Regions from separate parts of the Mus musculus genome. Here regions 1 and 3 are each linked to region 2. The links are chromatin contacts, called in public Hi-C and HiChIP or PLAC-seq maps. All regions are on one chromosome and are shown on one strand. The core of a region is the stretch at or near the end of the contact, and the rest is flanking DNA. Distances in the headings are between cores, read along the strand shown. Region 1 overlaps Tnr (tenascin R). Region 2 has its middle 53 kb from the start of Mir1843b. Region 3 overlaps Tnr (tenascin R).

Region 1 (3,398 bases), core at 196-2,695, 510 kb after region 2:
CTTTCTGCCTCTGCCAAGAGGAAAGTTAACGAAAGAATAAAATACAAGGTTGTTTGCTCCCAAATAGTGGGGTTAGGAGTGTTACAGAAAAGGGAAAGCAGACAAAGTGAAAAGCAGAATTTCTTCACCTGATCCAAGATCGAAAGGCTGCCTGTCTGGACCCCACAGGTGTGAGTTTATCCTGCCGAGGAAGACTGGGGAACACTGAAAGTTCCATGACAGTACACCAAGGCTGAAGGAGTTAGAGGCTAATTTCCTTTTGGCTGCTCGCATCCTTTCCAACTTACTTGGCAGTCTCTGCATTTTCTACTCACCTGCATCTTATTCTGAGGATGTGCTGATCCTGTGAGAGGTTTTGGTGCCTTTTCTGATAGACAACAGAGTTTAAAGGTTGCCTTCAAAGTGGCCTCTGTGACTGACAAACACTCACCCTGTCCTGGGACAGGACTCACTTGAGCAGATGCTTGTATAATGGTCTGGGAAAGAGATGAGATGTCAATAATTAATAATAATATTTTTCTTTTTTCTATTTATTGAAAATAGATTATTTTTTCTCACACAATATATCCTGATTACGGTTTCCCTTTCTTCTGATCCTCCCAGTTCCTCCCCAGCATCGTGATAGAAAAGGCCTAGCTGGCCTAGAAACCTCCCCTGATCAAGATGCCTTTTCTTATGTTCATACCACATGATCCGAGCCCATTCCAATCTTTCCATCATGTTAATAGCTTCCTGTCCTCTTGTCTCTGGTGTTTGCACAAGACTCCAGGGGGAATTATGTACAAGTGGTATGGGAGAGAAAAAAATATAGATACATTATTTATAATTTGCTGCCTCCTGAAATTTCATCCAAGGTCTACTTGTCTTTTAGAGACATGAATTTAAATGAGGAAACAAATATTCCCTGCAGAGCCACGGGGACTTGGCGAAATGATCTTCGGAGAGGCAGGTTTCATTGTCTCTTTTAATACTATAAAAGGCAAACAAGACTCACACTGAAGCTCATCCGCAGAGTCAGTAAACACTATAAAAGGGTTGTCTTGACCTTGAGGTTAAGTGAAGAGGTAGCTAGAGATGAGTAATGAGGTGAGGTTGTGGTTTTGTTTATTTTGCTTTTGTATTTTTATTCTTGTTTTATTGCCTTTGCCCCCTGCTATCTTCCTTCCAGGTCAGGCTGTTCCATGAAGTAATTTTTGGGTCTTCTCTGACATAAAACACTTTTTTTTTTTAGGTTGTAAAAAATGAATGGAAATTGGCAAATTCTAGGCTCCAAAGCAGTGGGTAGTAGACTTTAAAAAAAAGTCATGGTTACCAGGATTTCTGTTGGAAAAGGAAGCCTGCTAATCTGTACATCTGGGCATCACAAGTGCCTCTACCCAGGCAGCAGCTGGGGGGTCCCACTGCTCTGCCACTTACACACAGTTGGATGTTTTATTTCCCTGAGAAACAAAAGAACAAAAGATGCCTGGCAGGAGACAGAGGCAGAGACAGAGAGAGAAGTGTGCACACATGCATGCAGGAGCGCGAGCACACACACACACACACACACACACACACACACACACACACACACACACACACACACAGACAGACACACACAGTCCCAGACACACAGAGGAAGGTCTGCCTTCGCCTTTTCTAAGGCCTGGCTACGGAGAAGAAAGTAGTATACTAATCATACCATACGAATATCCCATCCCAAGCCAAGCAAATTAACATCTAAATGTCAGATCAAAGGTTTGGATTAGTGAAACAGCCCCCCCCCCCCCCCGCCTTTATTGTGTGTTCTCAGTATCAGCCTCCAAGGTCCCTCTCCATATTCCCTCAGTTATTTCCTTTTGCCCTGGCCCTTTTTCTGTCTTTGACATACAACCATCCAAACATGTCCATCTGGAAGCCTCTTGTTCCTGCCTTTGCAAAGCATACTCTTATAGAACTGTTTGTGATTACCAATGATCTAAATGTGTCTAACGTGTTTTGGATTATATAACTCATCGGACATTATTTTCTGTTTGGGCACTTTTACATTCATGTGTCCTTCACTTCAAATTACTGTGAAATATTACTTGACGTGTGCCCATCCGTCACCTTTGGCTCTCCACTCTCTCAGATTGTCTGCAGCCTTTCACAGTCCCACACAGTGCTTGCACTATGTGCCTTCAGAGTATTCATCTGTGAACCAGTGAGGTGTGCGAAGGTTGTATACCCAAAGAGGAATTGAAATGTGTGGTATGTGCTTGTACAGTTTTAAGTACTTACAGGTTGGACACACAGGGATGCTCTTGTTTTCTGGACACACCATTCCTAACAACTTGACACAGTCCAGCCTGGTCCAGCATTGAAATTTTTAGCAGTCTGATAAGTATAGTCGATGTCTCGTTACTTTTGATGAATCATGTTAACAGTACGTTTGAATTTAAACCTCTCTCCCCGTTTGTCAGACATTTGATTTCCTTTGGTGGTAAATTACCTGTTCGTATCATTTGCTTATTTTCCCATCAGGGTTCCCCACAGTATTATCCAGCATTACTTGAACCTCTAACATCCTTAGTACAAAGGCTTTTCTTACCAATAGCTCCAAAGATTTTCTTCAATATTCTTCTGTCCTCTTTGTGATCTATTGTCATGCTTTGTTCATTTCATATGTGGCATTCACCTGGGATACGGTTTCATTTTTCTTTATAGAGTGAGCCAGTTTTACCAGCATCATCCACTAAGTAAGTTCATTGATTTGAATGCTTTCCTGTATATTACATTCACACATGCATATAATCTGCCTCTGAACTCTGAATTATCTATTTTATGCCATGCTCTGTTCATCTGTGTTTTTTTAAAAATCAAAGCCTAAAAATTTTGTGTTTATATCTAGAGTTAATCTTAACACGTTGACACATGGTAAGGCAAGCTTCCTTGGCTCCCATTCTCGAGGTTCACTTAGCTATTTGATGGCACTTAATTTTCCGTGGGTGTCATGTCATGTGCATTATCCCACTTAGGTATGAAGTCCTCCAAGTGAAATTTACAGTAGAATTGAAATGTACTTACTTGTAAGTTAATTTGAGAAGAACTGACAGCCATATGATAGCAAGTTATCCCTTCTAAAACGCATAGACTGGATCTTTATTTATCTACATAATCTTTATGTTCCTCACAATGTTAAATTTTCCCCACAGCATTCCTGTGCTCTTGGCTGATTTCTGGAAGCTTTATTATTTTTTATTGGTTTGTGACTTGTATCTAATTAGAAAAATATTTTCTAGTTGATTATTGCTGATGCAGAAAAATACTATTGATTTTACATATTGATCCAGTATCCAGAAATCCTGCTGACTTTCTCCCTAATTGTAATTATCTATTGTTTCTATTAATATTTTACGTAAATATGGAGCTGGGGAGGT
Region 2 (3,421 bases), core at 392-2,891:
AGCTAGACTTGCTAGGAGGTGTCTGAAGTGACCGTCTCAGGCTACAGACATCCAGGAGAATGAAGCTGCAGTTGCTAGTTTTTTGTTTTTTGTTTTTTTTCTTTCAAATGATTGTACACACTCGTCAATCATTTGAACTCAGACTCCCGTGGAGAACTTGCCTCTGAGGCTCACCCAGGGAAGGCTTAGCCACTCCCATGGGGCTGAGGCATAGAATCTTTGACATGGCTATGCTCATAGCAACAGTGCAAATCACCAAGACTTCTGTCACTCAGGGTTTCCTCTGCTCCCTACAATGCCTCCCTAAAACAGATGGTTTTATTGTTTGTTATTGGCCCATTCTTTGATAATAAACTCTCTCTCTCTCTCTCTCTCTCTCTCTCTCTCTCTCTCTCTCTGTGTGTGTGTGTGTGTGTGTGTGTGTGTGTGTGTGTGTGTGTGTGTGTGTGTGTGTGTGTGTGGTTAAGAATAGGTGTCTTCCTCTATAACTCCCCATATTAGTTTTTGAGATAGGGTCTCTCGCTGAACCTGGAATTCATCACATCAGTTTGACTGACTGGCCAGCAAGCCCCAAGATCCTCCTACCTCTGCATCTCCAGAACTGGGATGACAGGTGTGTCCCTACTACATCAGGCTGGGATGACAGGTGTGCCCCTCCACATCAGGCTGGGATGACAGGTGTGCCCCACCACATCAGGCTGGGATGACAGGTGTGCCCCTGCACATCACATTTTTATATGGGTGGTAGTGATTGAATCTCAGACTTGTATGGCAAGCACTTTACTAACTGAACTATCTCCCCAGCCCAATAGCCTCCACCTTTATGGATCTGGGTTACCAGGAGCCTGCCCTAGGCAGGAGCTGTTCGAGTACAATTCCACATCACACATTCCCACATAAGGAAACTAAGGCTCAGGAAGGTTAGGAAAATTAAGGAAGACCACACAATTTCAACACCCAGTAAGGAGGAAGGCTGAGATTGCAGTGGTAGCCTCTGCTTATGACACTGTCCTACATTTCAGGCAACGGGACCTGGCTCAGGGGTGTTGGAGCTCTTGTGAAAAACGAACCCCAACATAACAGAACATGCTGAATTTTCATTTCTTATTCCAGCTCAGCAGCATGCCCTTCCACTCGAGGGATAGATGAGAGATCTGCCTCTTACCTACTGTGTAGCGTGAGCAGCTGATGCACAAAGGAGGCTAGTAGGTCAGAGGAGGCCGGAGGATGCGAGCCAGCATCCCACAGAGCCAGAGAGCAGGTGGGAGGCCAGGTGCGATGGGTCATCATGGGGAGATCCCCGTGGCAAGCAGGTCTGCAGTCCTCGCTCCAAGGGGCTCTTGACACTACAGTGAAAGCTTGCCTCTATGCTGTGGTCTCAGACAACCTTTCAGGAGTACCTCTCTGACCCCTGACCCTCAGCTGAACAGCCCTCTCTGCCTGGCCGGGCCATTCAGTCTCCTCCTGGTCTCTCCTTACAATTCCGGCCTGCAGCAATCATGCATTCCACTGAAATTACAATTTCAATGATTCATTTGGCAATTAATCATCTCCTGCCTTGCAACATCCCTTCTATTCCATGTTGAGCTGTTATTTAGAAGTGCAATTGTTCAACTTTCCACAGCAGCATATGCTGCCTCGCTAAGCTAGCTGGGGGTGGGGTGGGGTTAAGGGGTTGTTGTCTCTCTGCTGCAGTCAATCAGGCTGGAGGAGCTGTGTGAGACTCACACTGGAGGGGCCAGGAAGTGGGCAGGGGCACTAACTCAGCAGGCAGGGAGAGCAGGATGCAGGAGCCTGGAGCCTGCCACAGCTATTGAGGCAGCTAGGCAGCCCCTCCCACGCATGCACACTGCCTTCTTCTTCTTCTTCCAGATTCCCTAGTTATAAAACATTTCTGGATAGAAACCGTCTTAGGAATTTTCCATGCAGCTGCACTGTCTCCTTGCCTAGATTTCATTTCCTGTGGGCATGGACCATTCATTTTACTTTCCCTAAGTTGCTTAATAGGATACAGGCATCTCTGAAGTTACACGGGCAGGCCTTGGCTCTGTACTTATGAACTGTAAACTTGGACAAATAATTCCACTGCTTTCAGTTTCATTTACATCCCTCTAACATGGGGAAGGGGTGTCTATCTTATGGTGTTGTTAGAAGGGTCTTGAAGCCAGCATGTCAAATAGCTCCCAACTATTTGTATTTGCTCTCACAGAATTATTATTATTATTATTATTAATTATTTTCTATTTGTAGATGGGATTTAGGAGAGAGGAGCAGGGAGGATAGGAGGGAGATATTTTGGAGGACAAAGGGACAGCCAAGTAAGGGACTGAGTTTCATGCCTGTGGGCTGTCCAAGCATGGCTGAGGGGATGTCTAAAAGGAGGGTTAGGGAGAGGAAGTCTGAGCAGGGAGTGGCACCAAATGGCTTGCAGAAAACTCCAGGCCTGAGATGTCCCTGGCTTCTCTGTGCTTAATATCAGAGTGTTTGCTTGAGATGAACTTGACCTTCAAGGTCAGGGATAGACCCGAGGAAGGCCACACAAGTCAGCAGAAAGAACACTGAAGGCAGAATGGCTAGGGAGTGCTTTCTCCAACTGCATTCTGTTCTGGATCCCAGACACCTCCTTAAAGCCAAGGACAAGAGGGGGCCAATTTCACAAGTTGAGCCCAGGAAGGATTTTCAGTGTTTTAATATAATAAAGGTGGGTATGTCCAAGCAAGAAGATGGTCTTTTCTGGCCTGAGACCTAGGTAGGCTGAGACCCACTTTCCCACTCCTCCAGTGTCACTCTCAGGGGCTGCATATGTCTGTTCTAGTCTCCCTACATGCAGCAATCTGGCCACATAAGCACCCAGAGACTGATGTCACACATCAGACTCACCGGGAGCAGAGCAGGTCTCTGGAAGAGAAAGGGGAGTGATGAGGGTGGTACAGAAATGCAGCTCATCTTGTACAGAGATTGCTCAGCACATGAAACCTGGGGTTTGCTTTCAAGCACCACATAAAGAAGTTATGGCAACAGAGACCTGTAGTCCCAGCACTTGGGAGGTTGAGACAGCAGGATCGGAAGTTCAAAATCAACCTTGGCTATAAAGTGAGTTTGAAGTCATCCTGGGTTACAGGATAGCCTGACTTAAAAGAAAAAGGGCAAAGAGAGACTTAGGGAGAGAAAAAGTAGATGGGAGCTGTCTCGTCTTTTGATTGAGGACATGGGCAAGAAGTATGCTCAAGAATATAGACCTAGGAGCTGAAGAGATGGCTTTGAAGGTAAGGGCATTTGTGAACAATCCTGAGTTCAGTTCCCAGAGCCCAAATGGTAGAAGGAAAAAACCCACTCTCACAAGTTTGGCTGTGACCTCCATACATATCCTAACCCCTCCCCCCACCCCCAAGGGAAAAAGAAGAGTCCAGGACCTGGGGCT
Region 3 (3,684 bases), core at 549-3,048, 350 kb after region 2:
ATAGAAACCAGCTCATCTTTCCCTGCCAAGCCTTGTCACATGTGCACGGTGGGCCTCTCCAGAGAACATGGCTTATGTAGATTAACTCTCTCTCCCACACACTTATAAATCTCTTTTGCAAATGCTGCTTGGCATAGACTTTGACTTGCAGAAGTTACCAAACAGGAAGGAAGCCAGGTGACCCCGTGGCTCTTTAGCAATTTAGACCAAGGTAAGCTCACCGGGCTGGGTCAAACTGCCTGGATCAACTTGCTTCTCTCTTACCCTCGGTCCCCATGCATTTGTGAGCAGCTTATTTTAAGAGCTGATTAGATGAGCCCTTAATAACATTAGAACTTAAATGGCCCCAGATAGGCTTTCAGCTTCTTGCCAAATTGAGACAAATGTGATATTTGGGGCACTGAGCTCCCAGCTTCGTGGCTGCTCTGGACTACAGGCAGGTTCTGAAGCATTTTGCCTTCTCCCCTGATGCCCTGAAGCCTACAAGTGGGTTCGTTTGTATCTTTTGGGGCCCTTTCATCTCTAAAAGGCTAGTATTCTATGTCAATGGTCTTGTTGATCCTATATTTTCAAGGAAAGTTAGGTTGGTGATGAGGAGCCCAAAGAGTTGTATATTTTCATTTCAAGAGCCTACAGGAAATCCTCTCAGTGTCCTCCCCATACTTTCTGGGAACTTTAAGTTCAGGAAACAACCTTTGTTGAGCAACTACTACTTTAAGTCATTTAGTTCAACATTAACGTCAGTAATAGCAGAGTTTGGGTGGATACAACAGAAAATGATAAGATAATGCATTTCTGTTGCCTGAATATGTAAATCATAGGTTGATTCATTTTTAGGAAAAACAGATGTGTTGATCAAATAAATAGATAGAACATTCCAATTTAATTTAATACTCTTCTGTAATTTTTGGGGGGGTGGGAGAGGTAAAAACAGAATGGGAAAAGCAAAGAAAGTTGAAAGTGAACATAAAAGGAACCCCCCCCCGGAAATTGAGGTAAACATATTGCAAACAAACCAAACAGGTGGGCATATCTTCCCTTTTGTCTCTTCTCACACCAGATTTTGCATCCCCAGAACATAGTGAAACTCCTAACTCAAGCTTTCTCCTTTGGATATGGATGGTCTAAGCTTCCTTGGAAATGCACAAGTGCAGTCTACAGCACAGCTTTCATCTTTTCAAAGGAAAGTAAACTGAGTTCACCCTTGCACTGGGGTCAGGAGTCTCCTGCTGAGGTGTTTCCCTGAGCAGAACCAAGGAGCCTCAGGAGACAGCAAAGAGGAGGACGCTGAGGCCTGGGTAGTAGGGTGGACAAACCTGTCCTTCCACTGTGGCCCCACAAGTTCCCAGTTTAGCCCAGCCTTCACTCCCAGATTATTGGGTGGTTTCTAGTGCTTTAAACCATGGCCAGAACCAAATATCTCAGCTGAGTAGGCATAGCTTGCTTTAGCTGTGGGGATTGCAGCAGCTCAGTAGAGGTCAGCCCCCAGGATCATGTTTGATTCTATCTCAAACTCCAGTCAGTATGGGCTCAAAGACTGTTTGATGTGGAGGACTACAAAAGAAATGTCAGGGGCCTCAGCCCCTGAGTTCAGCCCTGCACCCCTGAGAAGTTAATCACCCATCCAATTGTGATGCACTTTCATGGCAAGCACATTGCCTGGAAGGTCACTTCTCATTACAGTGTGTTGCTAGTGTTGTATTTGTGGTTTTCTTTCAACGTCTATGGCTGTGAAAACTCAGTGCTGTTAGGTACATGAGTTTGCTGGCCAGCCCTCTTCCCCTGCCAAACCTTGGGCTGTATACAAAGACTTGTTTCACTCCATCCTCTACTCCAACCCTTGCCAAGGTTCACTCCCCCCCCCCAGTTCCTGCTTTATTCTTCTCCCCCAAAGTCTGATCCAATGTCTCTTTTCTTATTTATATTTTATTCTCTGTAAGCCTTTCTCTCTCTGTTTAGAGAAGACTTGTTTCCATTTAAACAAATAGAAGCAGCTTTCTCTTGCTCCACTGAACCTCTGTTGCCTTCTCTTAATCTAAGCTCTGTGGAAGAAGGTTCTACATTTACATAGCACATTACTCGGTCTTTAACCGTGTGGACAAAAAGAGGTGGCCTACTCACCCACACAGTGAAAGCATTGTGACTTGGCAGAAATACATTTAGTAAGTAGCATGTGCCATGACCACTGTGCATTTGGATCCCATGCAGGGTAGATTTATCAGGATATCAAGGATGCCTAGTCTCTGCCCCAAATGACCCAGTACTGGGATAAATGGAGAGGTGGTGCTGAATACAATGGAGAGGTGCACTGAGAATCAACAGCTGTGCCTTCTGGATAGGAGCCAAGCAAGTTGGACAGGAGGGGACACATGAGGGGAAAAGAACAAAAGAGTGGATCTGTCTGCGTGGAATGAACGGCATGGGAAAAGGAAATGAGGTCACTGGGGCCCAGGTAATGTGAAGTTTAGTGGGCACTGTGCCCACCAGGGAAGCAAGGCATACTGAGGGTGCACATTCTATGTGACACATTAGAAACTTTAACTCCTTGTCGAGAGTAGGGGAAAGAGAGAATTTAGAGCTAAGGCATAGCACAATCAAATTGCCTTTTTAGAAAGATCACTGTGGAGCAGCAATGTGAGAGGACATGAAAAAGGAAGCTGATCTAACAGTTCAGACAGGATGGTTGGGACCTGAACCCAACACAGCTTTGTACATGGATGAGAGCTCCAGACTCGCCTTCTCCATCCTCCACAACTACACTGGGATAGATGATGTCTCTTCTGCCCTAAAACCCCAGAGCATGTGTTGTGCTATTCTTATCGAGCTTACTCGATGTGTACTGCACTTATTGTTCATTTCTGTAATGTTTCTGATCAAATTGTATCGCTCTCTCCCCCTTTGCAAATTACAGTACCTTGCTCACCGTGAGCACTGAGAGAAAGGTTATTTAGTTGAATTGAATTTTCAAGAGCTTCAAACCATGAATAATTGAGGAATCAGCCATGTATAAGTGCTCATCATTTACATAATTGTGTAAACAAGCTGATAAAAAATTTTTATTTTCCCCACTACTTTTATTATCCCGGAATGCCTAACTTCACAGCTCTCCAGGTTTCAGGGAAATAATTTTTAAAAATATGTTCTGTAAGCCACACAGTTTGCATCTCTCTGGGAAAGGGAAGCGGCTGAAGGGAGGGAACACATGATCACATTGGCTAAACATAGAGCCATGTACAAACATTGAGAACAACATCGCCCGAACAGACAGAATCACAATGCGCACTGAGTGCCAGGAGCCACGAACACAGTCCCGAAGGTCAATGTGCAGATACAAATTGATTAAGCTAAGTGCTTACTGAAATTGCCTTGCAACATACAGATGAGAATTGATCAAAAGCAGGAGTGATGTCTATGTTGGAAAAGCTCATGTAGACTTATCCGTTGGCATGTATGTCATCAAAGCAAGTTTAAATTGTCCATGCTTGGCCCCAGATGAAAATATCTGTGCTGTAGTTTCAAAAATAGGTTGCAAGGAGTTAACTGGTACTTACACAGGTTTATGATTGAGTTCCTTGATGTGTAAACTCTGTCGCTCTTCTGTCAACCCTCTGCCACCATATGCTCTCTCTCTTCTCTCTCCCTCTCTCTCTCTCTCTCTCTCTCTCTCTCTCTCTCTCTATATAT

What was found. Hi-C and Micro-C count contacts between places; a contact is called where the count stands out from the background. HiChIP or PLAC-seq counts read pairs in DNA pulled down with a chosen protein or histone mark.
Region 1: a contact with region 2 is called in a Hi-C map of uterus, with 5 times the contacts expected there. The contact joins two enhancer-like sites. A contact is called at or near these places in 1 of 39 promoter capture datasets (hippocampal neurons), 2 of 15 datasets of contacts at CTCF or cohesin (large pre-B cells and pro-B cells), 14 of 484 Hi-C or Micro-C datasets (the AtT-20 cell line, CD4 T cells, LSK cells and 8 more) and 4 of 115 datasets of contacts at active chromatin or transcription factors (SST interneurons, embryonic basal ganglia, fibro-adipogenic progenitors and 1 more).
Region 3: an H3K27ac HiChIP or PLAC-seq map of stem cell-derived neural progenitor cells shows a contact between it and region 2, with 4 times the contacts expected there. The contact joins two enhancer-like sites. A contact is called at or near these places in 5 of 39 promoter capture datasets (the 3T3-L1 cell line, cranial neural crest, embryonic stem cells and 2 more), 1 of 484 Hi-C or Micro-C datasets (embryonic stem cells) and 6 of 115 datasets of contacts at active chromatin or transcription factors (the NIH/3T3 cell line, acute myeloid leukemia, embryonic stem cells and 3 more).

Annotation. Positions count from the first base shown.
Region 1 is chr1:159,900,141-159,903,538 of GRCm38.p6, forward strand. The region is part of intron 18 of Tnr (tenascin R); the gene reads left to right. Among named protein-coding and RNA genes, the nearest start is that of Gm31348, 120 kb to the left of the region's middle. Within about 2 kb of position 1,446, at least 20 of the 459 cell types and tissues checked have an H3K27ac peak or open chromatin away from gene starts, as enhancers often do. A contact at or near this core is called in uterus, where this site is marked.
Region 2 is chr1:159,391,635-159,395,055 of GRCm38.p6, forward strand. No RefSeq gene overlaps it. Among named protein-coding and RNA genes, the nearest start is that of Mir1843b, 53 kb to the left of the region's middle. Within about 2 kb of position 1,642, at least 115 of the 459 cell types and tissues checked have an H3K27ac peak or open chromatin away from gene starts, as enhancers often do. A contact at or near this core is called in neural progenitor cells, oligodendrocyte precursor cells, stem cell-derived neural progenitor cells and 1 more, where this site is marked.
Region 3 is chr1:159,739,628-159,743,311 of GRCm38.p6, forward strand. The region is part of intron 2 of Tnr (tenascin R); the gene reads left to right. Among named protein-coding and RNA genes, the nearest start is that of Gm31348, 43 kb to the right of the region's middle. Within about 2 kb of position 1,799, at least 18 of the 459 cell types and tissues checked have an H3K27ac peak or open chromatin away from gene starts, as enhancers often do. A contact at or near this core is called in neural progenitor cells, oligodendrocyte precursor cells and stem cell-derived neural progenitor cells, where this site is marked.